2 separate regions of the Hordeum vulgare genome follow, and region 1 is linked to region 2. Evidence: chromatin contacts called from public Hi-C data. All regions are on one chromosome and are shown on one strand. The core of a region is the stretch at or near the end of the contact, and the rest is flanking DNA. Distances in the headings are between cores, read along the strand shown.

Evidence for each region. Hi-C and Micro-C count contacts between places; a contact is called where the count stands out from the background.
Region 1: a contact with region 2 is called in a Hi-C map of seedling, with 6 times the contacts expected there. The contact joins two enhancer-like sites. A contact is called at or near these places in 2 of 6 Hi-C or Micro-C datasets (leaf and seedling).

The regions. Positions count from the first base shown.
Region 1 is chr1H:367,006,219-367,008,918 of MorexV3_pseudomolecules_assembly, forward strand. No RefSeq gene overlaps it. Among protein-coding and RNA genes, the nearest start is that of LOC123437615, 12 kb to the right of the region's middle. Within about 2 kb of position 1,358, at least 3 of the 3 cell types and tissues checked have open chromatin away from gene starts, as enhancers often do. A contact at or near this core is called in leaf and seedling, where this site is marked.
Region 2 is chr1H:366,809,333-366,812,032 of MorexV3_pseudomolecules_assembly, forward strand. No RefSeq gene overlaps it. Among protein-coding and RNA genes, the nearest start is that of LOC123437615, 210 kb to the right of the region's middle. Within about 2 kb of position 1,284, at least 3 of the 3 cell types and tissues checked have open chromatin away from gene starts, as enhancers often do. A contact at or near this core is called in leaf and seedling, where this site is marked.

The DNA.
Region 1 (2,700 bases), core at 108-2,607, 200 kb after region 2:
CCTCAAGGATGCAACGCGTGCGGGCCATTCATCTACCGACGAAGGATGCAACCACCGCACCGACACCATTCGTCTCCCTCCAGCCACCGCCATCATGACCTCCACACCCGCAGCAGCGTCGAGCCTCCCGAACCACCATCGCACTGATTCCTCCCACCAGATGCAACACAAGACCGGTCGTCCGCCCACACGGCTGCTGATCCAAGCCACCGGCTAGTCCGCTAGAGTCATGAGGCCGCCACCCAGCAGATCCGCACTAGGGACGACGTCTGTGCGCCTCCTGCAACCGACAGGCCGCAAATCCAGGGGAACGACGCCTGAGCACCATGCACCTTCGCCTTCTTGGAACTGGCAACCGCCCATGCCCCGCACGCAGCGGCGCAACTGCGCTGGGACGCCTCCTGCGCATTGCGGACCAAGCGCGCAGGCGCCCGCATGCGCTCACCTCGTTGGCCTCTGCTTGTCGTTCCAGCCGCACAGACTGCCCACCCCAGATCTGGCGCAGCAGCGACTCCCGGACCCCGCGCATCCGTCGCCCAACTCACGCCTCGGGTGCGCACGCGTGTCACCTTGCCTGACTGGCGCGCCGGCCAGCGCGAGCCAGACACCGGCCACCCGCCACGGCTGCCCACATCACCGCCTTACGAGACTGCCCCCGTGCAGCAAGCCAAACGAGCGGGGAAGGGAGGGCCTCCTGCCACCGACCCCAATCAGGCTTTGCCCGGTGGAGCTTGCCGGCGGCGGCAGGTGAGGAGGGCGGAGGAGGAACGTTGGCGGGCAACGGCTAGGGTGTTCGCCCGAGTCGCCCGCGCGCGGGGGGGGGGGGGGGGGGGGGGGGGGTAACGTCGGGCCTCTCTTCGAGATCTCATCTAAATCTTCATTGAACGGAAGGAGTAAACTTATACATATTTGTTGTAGATATTTGTCTATTTTAGTGCTATATATATTTGATGTGCACAAGAAGCAATACCTTCATGACCCTCAAAATGCAAGCCCGTCTACATTATTTGCCTATAGAAGGATCGAACTGAAGGTATCTCTGCTTTTATTCTTCCATCAATCCTTTCTAAAAATAACGTTATTATTGTCTAGGTACAATAGCCGCGAAAGAAAATACATAAAATTCAAAAAAAAATATATATAATACCAGTATTACTTACTCCCTGCAAGTATAAACACGACAGGCCGGAAAATGATTAACGTGCATATATATTATGATAACATGACTTTGCTTGGACCATCAGTCCATGCGTACTCGCTCCATTATTCCCAGAGCGCACATGACACGAGCCAGACCTGCGTACGCACAGCTGGAGCTCCTCTCCTGGATCATTGGCGGCAATGGTTGGTTCGCTTAACTTGACATGACCGGCTTCATATATCATCACACCCTCCAAAGACAGCACCCCGTCTCGCATCAAAAGATGCTCCAAGCCTCGCCGCAGACGGTAACTTTTCGTTGCTTAGCCTCGTATAGTTTCCTTTTCTACCCTGGGTGGGCGCTGGCTAGGTAGGCTTCTCCCACAAGTTGGCTGGCTTTGCAAGCATATTTCTTCGGCGTCAAGCTAACGAACTTCTTTCTTTAGAAGAAAAATAGAACGGCCAAGCTAGCCAACAACCGACTCTTGCTCGCGCAGTCAAACGTGTTCCACAGCCCAGCGCCCACCCGTGCGGGCTCCGCTCCACTACTACCACACTCGCTCCACGTATAAACATCAGTATAAAACACCGCCTCCCCCATCACCAGCAGCCCACACCGAGACCACATCCAAGGATCAAACGCCCGATCGAAAAGGCAGAGGACGGCGAGCACAGCAGGCAGAGAGCGGCGATGGCAGTGGGGTTCCGGCGGGCGCTGGACGCGCTCACGTCGCCCAAGTCGGCGCTGCTGGACTGCGCGCGGCCCAAGAAGCTGTCGTCGTACGCGCGCGTGCGCTCCATCAGCCTCCCGGTGCGCCTCCACCCGCTGGTGGCGGCGCTGCACGACTCGGCGCGCGCGCTGCTGCGGTGGGCGGACGAGCCCGCGCAGACGGGCCCCGCGTGGGTCGCCGACGGGGCCGAGCGGGCGGGGCAGGTGCTGGCGGGGCTGTCCGCCATGCTCCACCACCCGCAGGCGCGGGACGCGCTCCGCCGGCCGTGGACGGAGCAGCTGCTCGACGACCTGCTCCTCCTCGCCGACCTCCACGGCTGCTTCCGGGACTCGCTCGTCGCGCTCCGCCAGCTGCTCAACGAGGCGCACTCGGCGCTGCGCCGCCGCGACGGCGTGCGCCTCGCCGCGGCGCTCCGCGCGCAGCGCCGCGCCGCCAGGGAGGTCTCCCGCCTCGCGTCCTCGGCCCGGGACCTCTGCCACCGCGCCTCCCCCGACGACGACCTGGACGAGATCACGCTCGCCGACGCCTTCGCGGCGGCCACGGCCGCCGTGGCCGCCGCGTCCGCCGCCATCTTCTCCGGACTCTCGTCCGCGTCCGCCGAGTCCGCCGCCAGCGCCGTCCCGTCCCCGAGGACCCCGACGCCATACTCCCCCGCCCGCGCCCCCGCCAGCCCCATGTGGCTGGTCACGGACCTCCTCCGCCGGCGGAGGACCGTGTCCTTCTCGTTCGAGGACTACTGCAACGAGGAGGAGGAGGAGAGGAAGGCGGCCATGGGCCGGGTGCGCGGCCTCGAGGAGTGCGTGGCCGCCGCCGAGGCCAGCGGCGAGCA
Region 2 (2,700 bases), core at 34-2,533:
GTAGCGCGGCTGCTGCATGGCGAGAATAGCTTGGTGCGTCGGCGGATGCGGGCCAATAAGACCCGGAGCGGGGGGCCGCGACACAGGCATCCTATAGGCATGCACGACCCCCGTCCAGGGGTTGTAGTCCCCATTCCAAGGCTATGGAGCCTACGTGTTGGAGAAGCGCGGCTGACCGCAGTCGCCGCCACAGGTGCGGTTGCCACCGCGACCACGACGACGGTTGTCATCGCCGTCGTTGCACTGCTGCTGCTGGGAGGGCGGGAACCTCGGAGTCGGAGTCGAAGGAGCAACCGAAGGGGTTGTTGCTGCAGCCGGAGGAGGACATGGCGTCGGCAGGAGAGAGCGACGAAGTGGGTAGGGTTAGGGTTAGGACGGCGCCGGTGGAGGTGATCTAGGGTTAGGGTAGATAGGAGGGAGAGGTGCGTGGGAGTAGGGTTGCGGCGGCAATTGGAGGAGGGAAGCGGCATGGGTGGAGGGAGGCGCACGCGGTGGCCGGAGGAGGCGACGGCGGCTAGGGTAGGGATTGTGGTAAGGCTGGTACCATGTAGCCGTATATAATGCGACTTTCGATGTATTAATCGGATGCAAGCGCACGATATATATGATGTACAGTATAAGATAGGTCACATCTCAACTATACACAAATCTATGAGGTGGGTTAGGTATACAGATATAAATGCTAAATATACTCAACATTCTGGAAGCCACTGAACTGATCCGGTCAAAGTTCTAGCACCGGTTCTACAATCAAAAATGCTCCACGTAGTACATTCAGTAGTACTACATCCACATCAATACAGCAACTGGTCGTGCATGACAGCATAGGACGTTGGTTAAGCAAGTGCTTATGTTATCGGTAGTTACTGATCATCATTATACGTCCATCTGTTGGCTTTCAAGCGACAGCGACAGACGTGAATATGACGCAGCAGGTAGAAACAGAAGAGGCCTGAGATGCCACCGCAAGAATCCCTTCTCCTTCTCCCATCGCCGCGCGTGCATACTGCGTTGAAGAGATGCACCTGCTTTGCTTTGAGTTCAGATGACTCATGACTGATACAGCGACCCTTGGACACATAGCCTGTCAGCTGATGCATGCTGGCGCTTCTCCTTTACACAAAGGAGAGCATGCATGCATGCTTGGATGTTGGATGTTGATGCATGCATCATGCCGCGGAGATCGGTTCATGGACCCGTACGCGCGAGGCCCCGGGTGCGCGGCGGCATGTCGCCAGGTCCCAGGTTATACCCAGTTCCCCTCCCACTCTGCTGCTGCCGTCGGGCCGTGGCAACAGAGACCCTCATAAAACACGCATTAAAAACACGTGGATGGGTCAGCCATGGAAGGAGCACTAACGTCGCGAGCTCGCAGATTCGCAGGAGTAAAGTTCCGATCGATCCGAAATCGGGTGGGGGATCGTCGATCGATGGGCAAATGAAAGCGAGGACGGATCAATCATCTTCTTGGTGCAGCGCACCCGTCGCCCGAGCCACGGCCCACCAGCGGCACCGGAAATGGAACGGAGGGGTGTGGGTGGGGGGCTCGCCGTGGCGCCCGCCGATCATTAATTTGCCCCGGCCTGTGCCGCAGTGGATGGGTGCATGGACTGGGGCGGCGGGTGATCCGTCCGCGAACCAAACAGTGTCCGCGGTGCAGTGCCAATCAGTGCGGTGGGCGGGCGGGCGGGGACGGCATGGCATGGCATGGCGTGGGGCACCGGCCAGGGTAGGCGGGTGCGCTGGGGCGGGACCGGAGGAGCGCGTCTCCGAAGGCGGATCGTGCTACACGTGTCGCCGCCCGGGTCGCCATTACTCGCAGCACAGTAAGGGCATCAACAATCGAACCATGTAAGGCCCTGTTTGAAATACATTATATAATCTGGTTTTATAATATATTATATTTTCAAACAGGACAGTTTATATTGTAGATTTTATAAACTAGATGACCAGATTATTATAATCTCATAATCTGGTCTACCCCAGCTAAAATGAGATTATACATTACAAATGACGTGTTACCCTCGTAAACTTCAAGAGAATTACGCAGTGCCACCGCCACTTTCCTATTTTTCCTTGTAAACAGAGGGCAAACATGTCGTTGTACAATTTAAAAGCTGGTTTACAGTTTATATAATCTGGCCTCCAAACATGCCCACCTGGATTATTTTTATAAACCAGATTATATAATCTATGTTCATAATCCAGATTATCATAATCTATTATGGTTCCAAACAGGGCCTAAATTCGATCCTTCAAAAGCCTGCGGACACATCCGCGAATGTACTTGGACGGTTTCTCATATTTTATTCTGGGTATCCATATATTTCATATCCGGATTCTTAAATCTATGTAAAATCACGTAAGTCGATTATAGAAACTAAATGTTGCACATAAAACTAATGTTGGTATCGAACATAAAAAGTGTTTATATCAATTTTATTTAAAGTGCACATTCAATCGTCCGCTCTTTAATTTTTATTATGTGTCCACATATGCTCCACCAAATCATTGAGTAGTTGCGCGTGCATTTGATGATCTCTGAGATTCCGATGCATGTCAAGAAAGTTTATAAGCTGAACTGCATCTTGATATTCAGGGATTTTAACTTGTTCTCCACGTGCTTCAAAATCATTGGTTTGGATGCTATCGGAGCCGGGCGGGGCCGGAGGAGCACGTCTCCGCCGTCTCCGAGCACGG